Linked DNA regions of Zea mays: region 1 is linked to region 2. A link is a contact called in public Hi-C data. All regions are on one chromosome and are shown on one strand. The core of a region is the stretch at or near the end of the contact, and the rest is flanking DNA. Distances in the headings are between cores, read along the strand shown. Region 1 holds the start of LOC100282964 (serine carboxypeptidase 1). Region 2 holds the start of LOC100283100.

Region 1 (5,995 bases), core at 1,818-4,317, 270 kb after region 2:
CCGTCTCGACTTTTGACAGCGCCTCGTCGCATTTTGCACTGCTAGAGTTCCAGTAATTCCCTTGACATGCAGTGCTGGCTTCCTACATTTTCGCATAGAGACAAATCGTGGTAAATAATCGCAAGAAACAATAACATGCGAATATCAGAGTGAGGATCACTATCTGATCTGAAATCATCGTATATATACCTTGTATATACTCTCTGAAATGAGAGCCATCCCGTGCGCAAACGGCACAAGAGCATTACCATCAAAGACGGTGTCGCACACACCATTGCCGACCATGTAGCCCTAATTAATTAACATGATATATATGGGAGTACGTACAGAGAACACAAGTTCAACCATTGTGTTATGCATGTATAACGAAAACTAACCTTAAAGTTTATAACTGGCTTCACTCCTTTGTGGATTCCTGTAGAACTAACAGTTAGCTCGTCAGGAACAAGCTAGAGCGTCAAAACAGTTTGCAGGTGAATCAAGGATCCCAAAGCTAGCACGCACCTTTGACGACTTCGCTTGAAAGGGTAGGGACATAAACGCCAGCGTACGACTCTCCGGCTATGTAGAACGGATTTGCCAAGAACTCAGGGTAGAGCTGGAACCACTGCAGGGGGTTCAAAAATTAACACGGAAAGGAAACCGATCAGCGGCAGCCTTCTGTTATTAAAAAGAAAGAAAGAAAGAAAGATTGCACAACACAGTAACTGATAAATTCACCACCAACCAACAACACGAGAGAACGTGTATATGTTTAATTATATTACCTTGAGCAGGAAAGTGTGCGAATCGGCGGCGGTCTTGAAGTCGCCAGTCTCGTAGTCCGAAACGTTGTTTGAGTAGGAAAGCCCGACGCCGGCAGGGGAGTCCAAGTATATCACACTCGACACCTGCGACAAAAACAATGCAAAAAGCACATCACTAGCTGCCTGGCTATAGTTAATTAGTCTCTCGCGGACAGAGACGAGAGGTGCAGTGCAGTGCAGTAGTGTGTCCAACCTTAGACCAGCTATAAGGGTTGAGATGAAGCTTTGGCAGGCTCCCAGCTGACCCTCCTGATGACTCAAAGCTGAATGGCCCTGAATCCAAAAACAGAATCATCATCGGCATGCATGGAGAGTAGTAGTGTATTAGGCATCTCTAGACTGACTTGTTTACTTCACACCTGCTCCATTGCTTTTCTCAATATAGTCCGTAGATATTAACATTTCGAGAAAAAAAGGTATAAAGACGAGATATTTTTTTTAGCATCCATGTGTGCTAAAAAAAAAAGCAAAGACAACAGAAACAGAGAGGACAATCTGAGATGGTGTGAGGATAATCAGGCATTATTATTCGTCTGGCCAGTTAACGTAATTGGGAGCATGTATGTGCAGCAGCGGAGAACCACCAATGCGTATCAGTCTGCTGCTGGGACGACAAAAGTTGAAGCCGCCAGACAATAATCAGGAGTTGATCCGATCAGGAGAATCATCGTGCAACGTAGAGCACCGGCCAGATGGGCAACGAGTGTGGCCGCCAACAATCTCTACTCGACCAAGGGTTCACTTTATTGACAGAGAAAAAATATCAGATATTATGTAACTTTCCATCGACCATTAATTCCATTTGAATAGCGTTGGAGTTCATTGAAGCCCAAAGAAGAAGCTGTTTGCAAAGTGATTAATTAGTGAGCATATTTTAGGCTCACCCGTAGCTATTGCAATATGCCTTTTTCCCCCATGGGCATCTTTGTTCGTCACTACTTGTTCTGGCGTCTAGAATTGAATATCTATGTCCATATACATATAACCCCACGCTAACTAGTAGCTCGTCGTGTCATGCTAAAAACGGAGTAGAGTACTATATGTATATAGCTAGTTTGGTCCTTAACTCGACCATCCTTATTAGTAGAGAGTAACCATATCATACTACATGTGTATATATATAGCAACCCCTAGTGCGTCACTGTGCACTATAACAACCTCCCGCACTAGCTAGAATTTGGGGTGGGCCCCGCGTATCCCCCAAAATCCTCAATTGTTCTACGTCCGGCGTCCGGCCGCCGGTGCGTAGTGGTAGAAAGCAACAGCGCAGCAACCAGACCAGCTCTCGATGATCGGCCGGCCCCACCCACACCGCTATAGATATATTCTTCCGTTCCTCTCTAAGCTAGCTAGAGCTCGGTCATCCATTCCGTTTCCGTCCGTCCACAAACAAGCAACGACGGGGGTTATTCCGGGCAAAAGATAAGAAAAAGGGAACCCGATGGTGACCTGACGACACGCACACACGACGACCAAGATGAGAAAAGAAAGGTAGGGAGCTAGCTAGGGGTCGTCGACGTCGACGTCGACTTCGACGCGACGTACGGACGCCGTAATACGCACGCACCGTACCGTGCTCGTAGACGAAGCCGTCGAAGCTGGAGCAGCCGGGCCCGCCGTTGAGCCAGAGCACGACGGGGTCCCGGGCCGGGTCGCGCTCCGACTCCACCAGGTAGTAGAACAGCCGCCTGCCGTGCCGCTCGTCCACCGTCACGTACCCGGCGTAGTGCTTCGACGGCAGCTGCTGCTTGTTGCCGAACCCCGGGACGCTCGTCACCAGCGCGCCCGGCGGCGCCGCGACGGCGAGGAAGGAGGTCGCCACCACCACCGCCGCCAGCAGCCAGAGGCGGGCTGCTGGTCGAGCGGCGGTAGCAGAGCCGCACGCCATTGCTTGCCGCTGCGGTAGTGTAGTGGATGGGCAGGGCTAGCTCGATTGACGTACCGTCGTCGGCGGAGCTTGCTAGCTAGCTAGCTAGGAGCCTAGGACGGACGGCGGCAATGGCACAGTGACCAGTCGGGATGATTGATACGGCCGGAGGCGTTTAAATACACACACGGTGAGCTGCCGCCCGCCTGCATGCGCCGTTACTATTAGTGAGGGGATTGGATGGTGACGTCGACGATAAAGCCGGTGCGCGCGCGCGCGGCAGTCCTGTTGGAATTCTCACCGTCGCACAGCGCCACAGCCTACCCAGTGCCCAGTGGAGTCGGCCGCCGAACAACGCATGGATATGTTGACTAGTTGACGGACTTAGCGAAAACAGAACTTAGTTAATTAATCTCTTTCTCTCTCTCTCTATATATATGGACGAACTAATGGAAGCCCAGGGCTTCCATTAGTATCGGGAAGCCCCAGCCAATTAGACGCAATCGGTCAGACCGCAGGTTTGTTCGGCGGTTTATGGTCTGATCGAACCACAACGTAAATCATAAGCCAACAGATCGTAAACCCGTGTGTATTTTAGCGTAAAATGGTATACGCGATAAAATCTCGAACGATAACTGAAGCCTCCCGAAAATATCGCCTAGCATGCACGTAAGCAGAAACGCGAGGCATAAATATGTACATACAATGGCGTAACTGGTTAGATATACTTCAGTAAATATAAATCTGTTTCAACAAACCGCGATAAATTCTCTCGAGTTGTTATCACCAGTCCGACAATATCTCCTGGCATGCAGGAACAAACTTTATAGATCGTAATTGACCGAACAAAATAGCGTAAACATTGTACACGGGATTGGTTAGCTCAGGGCATATAAAAAGGAACGTGGCGGCTGATTGTATTGCATTGTTTACAATGGCTGACGGCAGAGAAGAAGAAGCAGGCGATGATAATTCTGCGTCATTGCACATAGCTGCACCAGGTAAATTTGCAATTGAATTATTACTTCAGTTCATAAAATAATTAGACAAATATGATGGCCGGCTTGCAGACACATGCAGTGGTCTACCAGCAGCGCCCACATCAAGAATTATATCTCCAAACTGTGGTGCGAGTCCACGGATAAATATAGTAACACCACCTGCAGAATTACGAGCGCCAGGGGTCAATGATGGCAATACAACAATAATTGAAACAATGGTAGCAGCAAATCAAATGGTGCCTATGAGGACCATTAGTGATCATGAACAAGATACACCTAATATCCTCCGAAGTCATGTAAGTTATTTATCTTTGGTTATGTCAATTATACAATTTATAAAATTAAGACTGTAACTAATATAAAATTAATTGTATTTATGATTATGTTAATTCACAGCCTGAAAGTATTGATCCAACCATGGTGCCTAGGATCGGTATGACATTTGGAAATGTCGATGAGGCATACAATTTTTACAGTCGTTACGCATATGAGGTTGGTTTTCCACTTAAAAAGTATAGGGAGAGAAAGAACTGTAAGTGGTTAAATTGTTCAATGGAGGGTAGAAATACAGAAAGTTAGCTAGTAATCCTAGAATCCGTAATACATCATCGAGGAGAACACAATGCAAGGCTGGTTTGAAACTAAAAAAATCTATGATGACTCAAAAGAAAATATTGTAGCCGTAAGAATCGATCTGGTGCACTTAGAACATAATCATGAATTCATTAAGAAGGATACTGTAAAGAAACACCTACAATGCAACAAAACTCATGATCCTGAGTACATGGAGTTTCTCAGTTCAATGCAGCAAAGCAGAATCCCGCAACACTGTATCATGGACTTCGTGTCTGAGATGCATGGTGGTCCAGAAAACGTACCAATTACAGCAAAGGACATTGCTAATTTGTAAGAATCATTTTCTTTATGTATCTATTATATAAATTTTAAAATCCATTTCAAGTTAATGAGTAATAATTATAATTTTTTGTTGAAATATACAGGAAACAGGCAAAGCAACGAGAAAAGAATGCCAATGATGTGTCTAAGCTTTTGGCTTTTTTTCATTATGCAAAAGGGATAATCCACAATTTTTCTCTGATTTCTAGTTAGACAGCGAAGGAAAAATATTGAGTATTTTTTGGTCTCATGCTAGTCAGCAAGGAGAGTATGTTGATTTTGGGGATGCAGTTACCTTTGATACAACTCATAAGACTAATTTGTATGGAAAACCTCTAGGAATGTTTGTTGGTGCAAACCAACACCTACAATGCACAGTGTTTGGGTTCTCATTATTGGGAGATGAAACTGTTGAAACATTCGAGTGGGTATTTAATGCATTCAAGACATGCATGGGGACTGAAGGACCAAGAGTCATGTTGACAGGTATGATTTATGTAGATATAATAACTATAAACTCGAAGTACATGCAATATAAATTCAATATCTTGTGCGTATTTACAATGCATGTGAGTCTTGTTTTGTTATGTACCATACAATGTTTGCATAAAAATATGCATATAATAATGTCAAACAATGAATATTTACAGATCAAGACCCTGCAATGCCAGTGGCATTACGTCGGGTCTTCCCAAACACAGTCCACAGGTTGTGTCTATGACATGTGCAAAATAGGTACATGCCATTTCTAAATGAGTTGTATGCACGATATGCTGAAGTGGATTTTAAGACAAAATTCCAGTCTATAGTACATCATCCATTGACTGAAATAGAGTTTGAGGCTGCATGGAAATTGTTGATTGATGAATTCAACTTGCATGAAGATGGAACACTTAGAAAATTATATGCAATGCGTAAGGAGTGGATACCTGTTTTTTTCAAACATGACTATTGTGGGCTTATGGTGTCAACGCAACGTAGCGAGAGCATGAACAAACTCGTGAAGAGCGCTCATGTCGATTCAAACACCCCACTTCATGAGTTTGCTAAGCAAATGTTGAAACTACTGCATAGCAGGAAGATGCAAGAAGGAAAGGAAACACTAGGATGTATGGTATGTAATATTATTTATGCATTATACTATTTAGTAGGCTCGCAAGACGTAACTAATTATTTTATATGCAGGGTCAAAAAGAAACCACAACTCTATATATGTTCGAAATTAGGGTTGCAAGGGCATACACCAGGGCTGTGATGAATAGATTCGAGGAGTCAATAAAATACGCTACTGCATATAGGATAACACTTGATCCAGATGGAGGCGCAAATGATTGGTTGGTGCAGCATACATCAAGATCGAAAAGAATCGTGTGGGGGCAACACCAATTCAAAGTGAATGCAGATGTAGAGGCAGGAAAGTTTAA
Region 2 (6,207 bases), core at 1,549-4,048:
CTCTGGCAGTTCAGGAGGGACCTCTTCAGCAGGCAAGTTTATTTCCCATGTCTCATTAGGAAGTCCATATAAACATAAGTTCTCCTTCTCTGTGCAAAACAAAAGAAAATAATATCTCGAATAAGGTATTTGCAGTTGTTTCAGACTCTAAACCTAAAATAGCTCACTTCAAACAAAAATGAATCAAGAGAGAGAGCTGAGACTCTGTAAACACAATAAAAACAGGATGAATAGGAGAGACTCAATTGCCCATATGAAATGAAGCATTCTATCTCTCTTACGTGTTCTTCAAAAATATAGATTGAATATTCCATGCAAAAAAAGGAAAGGGAACATAAAGGGCCAGACTTATTGACCAAAAAAGCATGAAAAAGAGGCACTATGTCCCTATGTAACACTACACAAGTCAGTTCCATATCAACGACCAACAAAAACACTATTGCCCATGGACATTATTTGCCTTTCCCACCCACAACTTTTGATCAGTACTGAGCAACTCATCTTGCATTTCCAGTGACACCCCTAGTCCCCTAACTTCCTGTGCTAAGCATCTAATGATATTGGGAAATTATTGTGGTACAGATTTTGAACCCATGCATGTGTGGGAACAAAATCATAAATGTGACATTAATAACCAACATACTCCCTTGGGCCTAAAATAAACCAGATTCTAGCTACATATCTAAACAAAGCTTTCTGGTTATATCCACAATTATAAGCGACCAGGGTATATGCATTTTTTTGCCAACTTTTCTCACCACGACTTAGGCAAAAGCCAGAAGCTCAAACAGTTAGCCAAAAGCTGAGTTTATATAAGAAGCTAAATAAATTGACTTTACGAGTTTTATGTAGCTTCCTGAATTTAGTAAGCTAATAATATTATCGAAAACCTACGATTGGCTTCTCAAGATCAAAAGCTCCACATCAGTTTTTTTAGAAAAAAAAACTCTAAAGCTGCAGCTAAAATGAAAAATCCCTTATGTGGCCATTGACAAAGCAGGAAATAAGGAGTTAAATCCAGGGGGTAAGGTGTAGTGACAGTTTATACAATACTTTTATTGTCAAAACCAAGTAAGACTATCTCTAGAAACATCCTCTATAGTCTCTATATCTATCGTTTATAGTCTCTTTTAAAAGATTCTCTCATCTATATCTTATTTCTCTTCAGAAGCGTCTTCTATATCTCGTTCTCTACATAAATATCTATATTAAATATATGAAATAATTGGATCTATACCATTAAAAGATTGCAACTTTAGATATATACCATTGGCTCCACATGCCATTGCCTCATATGGACCCCACATGTAAATGAGATAGCAATAATATATATCTAAAGTTGTAATCTTTTAATGGTACGTATATTTTGCTCTATATTTTTGCATGTACGTATACATATTTTAGTTTTGCTTAATCTTTTGTTTAGAGTATTGAAATGAATAGAGAATCTATATACAAAGAGAGGACGGAAGAATGTCCTCTATATTTAGGCACTGTTCCAAATCTCTAGAGCAAATTATTGTCAGAAGTTGTTAGCTTGTTTTAGTTAGGTTGGAGCAGCTAACAACTAATAGCTATAAGGTTTTAGAGGTTTGGAACAGGGCCTTGGAGAACAAGGCTGCTGCTGGAGGGTATAGAAAAAAAAATCTTCCTATATTTAGCAGAATAACTCTTTTACAGTGCGCTGCCGGAGGCAGTCCAACATCTGTGTCCAGAAACTAAACCAATGTTGACGAAAAGAAATGCTATCCTGGCACTCCCACTACGTGACATCAGTGAGTCACTGACGAAAAATCCCCAGAATACCCCTCGTACAGTTGGGGCAGAGGTCGTTGTCCGGGAGCACAACAGGAAATCGATAGCAGCGCACGACTTCTGGAGATGACTGACCAGCGGTGCGGTCGACCAGCTCAGAAGATAAGGATTCCCTCCCCGTCTGCCTTTCCGCTTTCCCACCCCTAGATGAACAGCACCAACTTCAGCGCGGATGTACATCAGAAACGGCAAAACTCTTCTTTCGCAGGAAGACCTAGCAGGGGGGCCCATCTCTCAAGAGGCCCCAGAACCGAAAGCAAGATCGAAAACCGACTGGAAAGCTCAGCGGCTGTCACCAGCATAAGGAGTAACTAGAACGTCGCGAAACCTCAAGCAAAGCTAAGCCGCTGTCACCAGCAAGATCGGAGCAGGAATCCCGCGGCGAAATAGCCTCTCAGGGCGCACCAGAGCGAATAAACGGGCGGAGGAACTTCATAAATTAAGTGAAAGAAACCCCGAAAATCAGCGGACTTAGCCGCTCCGCAGATCGGCGTTTTGGAGAGAACTATCCGTAACTGCAAAGCAAACACGCTCCGTCTAGTAACATCTGAATCCGCACCACCAAAACAGAAACCCTAGGAATCCCAGCCGGGTCAGGGGAGCAGGCTCACCTGGGTCGCACATCACGTAGAACTTCTCCACATCTGCAGCGACAGCCGGAAACCAGTCAGCAGAGAACTCTGAGCCGGAGGGAGAGAGTGACGCAAGCGAAGCAGATGGGGGCATTACCGGTGGTGAGCGCCCTGATCAGGCCGGCCTGGCGCGCGCGGTAGTCCCGGAAGACGTCCTCCGGCGAGCGGGAGACCGGCTGCGTGCCCGGAAAGCCGGCTCCTCCGTCCATCCGTCCCCGGAGCTTGGTCAGGGGGGCCGCTGGAGTTTGGGAGGGAGGGGCGAGGAGAGCTGGGGATTGCACACGAGGACGGCGAGGTGCCGATTGGAAGGAATTGAGAAGCGTCGGCGCTGTGACAGAGAAGACTTCTCTCGGAGAACGAAAAGAGATAGGTCCTCCTACGTTTGTTCACACGCGCGCCTGCGCAGGCGCAGGCGCAGGCCGCGCAGCCGCAGTCGCGGGCCTTCCAATGCGTCCAATAGTTAGTTTGCGCGGGCCTATCTGGCACACCATTGACCCTGCGGCCCATGAAAAGCTAATCTGGGTTTTTATTCCTCGGCTCAAATTTATAGATATTTGTTCTGTTGCGATTTGTCAGTCGTGATATCTCTCCTGCTATATAAAAAGCATTAATTTTCACGGTTCTAGCTGCTCAAATCTAAAAGGTGAAAAAATATAAAATTATTTAAAGTAAGATTGTTAGCTTCAAAACCTCGTTCACACTCATCTAGTCAACAGAACACATAAAGACTTTTTGTTTTGTACTTTCTACTTAAGTATAAATAAAAAATATAGCAACGTATGAGCGCTTTGCTAATTTGTTCTAAACAAAACTTCATCATGACTGATGAGAAACGATCGGGTCGGCTGTCTTTGTTGCATAGGGGCAGGCGTTGCCACTTCTTGTTTTGTGAAAAATTATTGTAGCTGCTCTGAGGAAGACTGTAGCAACAATGTTGCCACTAATGCAACTATCAGAGCAAATATAGTAATAGGATCTAAGTCTGCTTACATGACATTTTTGCTTATGTGGACGAGAGAGATACCAAGAAGTAAGAGAAGTCGGCTCTTATGTAAAAGCAAAACAGAAGGACGAAAGAGAGAGATAAGACATGGGGTTGGGCCACTCATCCATGGGGTTGGGCCAGACCCTAAACTGATCCGTCCACTAAGACAAGTCAAAATCTTGGGTGATGAAGGGGACGCACTTGAGTCCGGTGAAAACAATCTCGATGACCAGGGACCAAGGCTAAGGGAACGAGGTCATGAAAGGAGGATATCATCAGCATGTTCGAGCCTGAGCAATTATCGATAAGCGATTGTTAAGATCACTGCAGATATGAGCTAATGCCGAAGGGTTTACCTTCAGGACGAGGACGTGAATTAGGGTCGTTGAATCCTTCCTCGGCCATCAGTTTAGAAGCACCAAGAAAAAGGAAACTGAGATTTGCAAGAAAAGTGTGCTTGGGTGTGTGGGTAGGGAGCCTTATAAGGCCATGTTAGTTTAAGCCAAACCCGTCGGGATCGGGCCCAATCCCCCTGGATCAGCACAGGCTAGAAAAGATCCTAGCCCACAATGAAACAGCGTTCGTTTCACCCCGTCCGGGCCTCAACCCCGGCCCACCCTGGCTATACCGAGCTCAACCCGGTCAGGAAACATCCCTCGTCACCCTATCGTGGAAAGAACCAACGAGCGAGAGCGCTCAACGCGAGGTGGCGGTGGTGGCTACATCGACGCATACGTACGACACGACGACTGGCGTGGAGAACAATAGCTTTTCGCCGGTACTCACGTTGTCCTCCTCTAACTCCTTCTCACTAGTACGCACTTGCCATCCCGATTCTATTTCCAGATCTCGCTAGGTCTCGCTAGTTCCCAAGATCTCACTTGTTGTTTATTGGATCCTGCATTCCACCTCTTTTAGTGTGTGTTTGATTTGAGGAATGAGCTAGTACATCATCTTCTCACTCCTCATTATTTTTGTTTGGTTTGTGGAATAGAATGAGTTAATCTATCACCATCTCATTCCTCATAGTTAGTTATTTAGTATTAATATGAGGAATGGAGTCATCCCACCAAATCTGAGGAATGAACCCATGGTGCACCATCTTAATTTGGATGGAGCGATTCCTCAAACCAAACACTCTATTTATTCTTAGGGCTCTGTCGTTGGTCTATGCCGTCAATGAGCCCGGGCAGCAGGCCTCCGAGGCGAACGTCGTCGTTGTGACGGTCGTGGCCCTGGTGGCCGTGCTGGCCGTCTCGTAGCTAATGTCCTACTGAGAGACCCGGGTGGCCGATGGCCATTACGAACAGAACATGGAGGCTTTGACTATCACGTTCACATGTTGATGGAGAGTGGATCAATCTGGTAGTATCTGAGTATTTTTGCTTGGCCAGAAGACGCATCGCGATAGCAACAATGTGTTAGAACTGGATATTTGTTTACTTATTCAAGGTATTGAGATTCCAATAATGAACTACTGTCTAGGCTCAGCTTTAGCAGCTATACCTTTCTGAAACTTAGAATTAGTTTATGTAGTTTAGTCGCAAAGTTATACCAAGCACAATATAATTGACAATACATTTATGAACTAACCACTATTCATTTACCTGCCTAGTTATGCTATATAACTGACAATACGCATTCACTGATTTGCAATTAGTATTTATAGGCAACTAATTGGATACACATTCATAGATTCATAAAGGCATGCACCTAATAAGGTGACATGACTGAAATCATATTTATATGCAAAACAGATTCAAATATTAAGAATATCTCGTATTGCTTAGTTTATAACAAGTGATACTAAGAACTTGAGCACTAGTCCAAACTGCAGTATCTAGCTCAGTAGAATGGAGTATGGCCATCGATGATGGAGAGGCTGGGCGTGTGCTCACTGTATCGATGTAGGAGGCAATTGTCCAATACAAATCATATATTTGCATACCTTGAGTAGAGTAATTCTCTATGTACTGAGCAGAGTAATTTAAAAAATTAGATGCATTGAGCAGAGTAATTCTCTATGTATGGCATCATATATTTGCTTTACCTGGAGTAGTTTGAATGTGCAAGACAATACTAGTATTTTCTCATATCTGAATATTTAACGTTTGTCCATCTATACAAGCACATGATTAGTTGGCACTAGAATCATGTGACAAGGAGGAGGAGCACATGCCATGTAACTGCATGTAGAAAGTCAGTTTCGTTATGCAATGCAAGTTTAGAGTTTTGTTTTGAAATAAAGGGCGCATGGAGAAATAGAAACATCATGCTAGCTAATAAACAACTTATGGTAGCTAATAAACAGAAATGTCTTTTTCACAAGTTGCTACTTGGGTTCTTCCGTGACTTGCTCTTGTCATTAGTTGTGAATTATGATTGGTCAAAACTACTAGTTATATGCACATAATACTCCCGAGAGCATATATATTAGTTACTCACTGATTACCTACTCTTCTGGCTTTGAAGAAAACACTCTGAGGTCTAAATGCTAGATCAAATAGTACAATCATTTATTTCCAATTATTTGAAGAACTCTGCCAATACAAATCTCATTTATTTCCAGTTAGTTGTCTAGATGTATTTCTAACAAAAACCTATTATATTTCTAGATTATCTCTGCATCGGTTCGAGTTGGAGAAGACGAACTTCCACCGTCTTGGGACCCTATACCCTCTCCTTTAGGTACTTATTATGTCCTATATGTTATTTATTACATCATGTTCTGTTTTTGTTGGTGTTTATTTTCTGTTATGAATTTCTTTTTAGTTA

Evidence for each region. Hi-C and Micro-C count contacts between places; a contact is called where the count stands out from the background.
Region 1: a contact with region 2 is called in a Hi-C map of leaf, with 7 times the contacts expected there. The contact joins the promoter of LOC100282964 here to the promoter of LOC100283100 in region 2. A contact is called at or near these places in 3 of 25 Hi-C or Micro-C datasets (ear, leaf and tassel).

What each region holds. Positions count from the first base shown.
Region 1 is chr3:137,809,465-137,815,459 of Zm-B73-REFERENCE-NAM-5.0, forward strand. It overlaps LOC100282964 (serine carboxypeptidase 1), which reads right to left and starts at 3,068. Exons shown (of 13, transcript NM_001155869.2): 1 at 2,379-3,068; 2 at 1,000-1,079; 3 at 768-890; 4 at 505-607; 5 at 378-415; 6 at 190-291; 7 at 2-82. The coding sequence starts at 2,694.
Region 2 is chr3:137,535,713-137,541,919 of Zm-B73-REFERENCE-NAM-5.0, forward strand. It overlaps LOC100283100, which reads right to left and starts at 2,799. Exons shown (of 5, transcript NM_001156002.2): 1 at 2,545-2,799; 2 at 2,427-2,459; 3 at 1-89. The coding sequence starts at 2,656.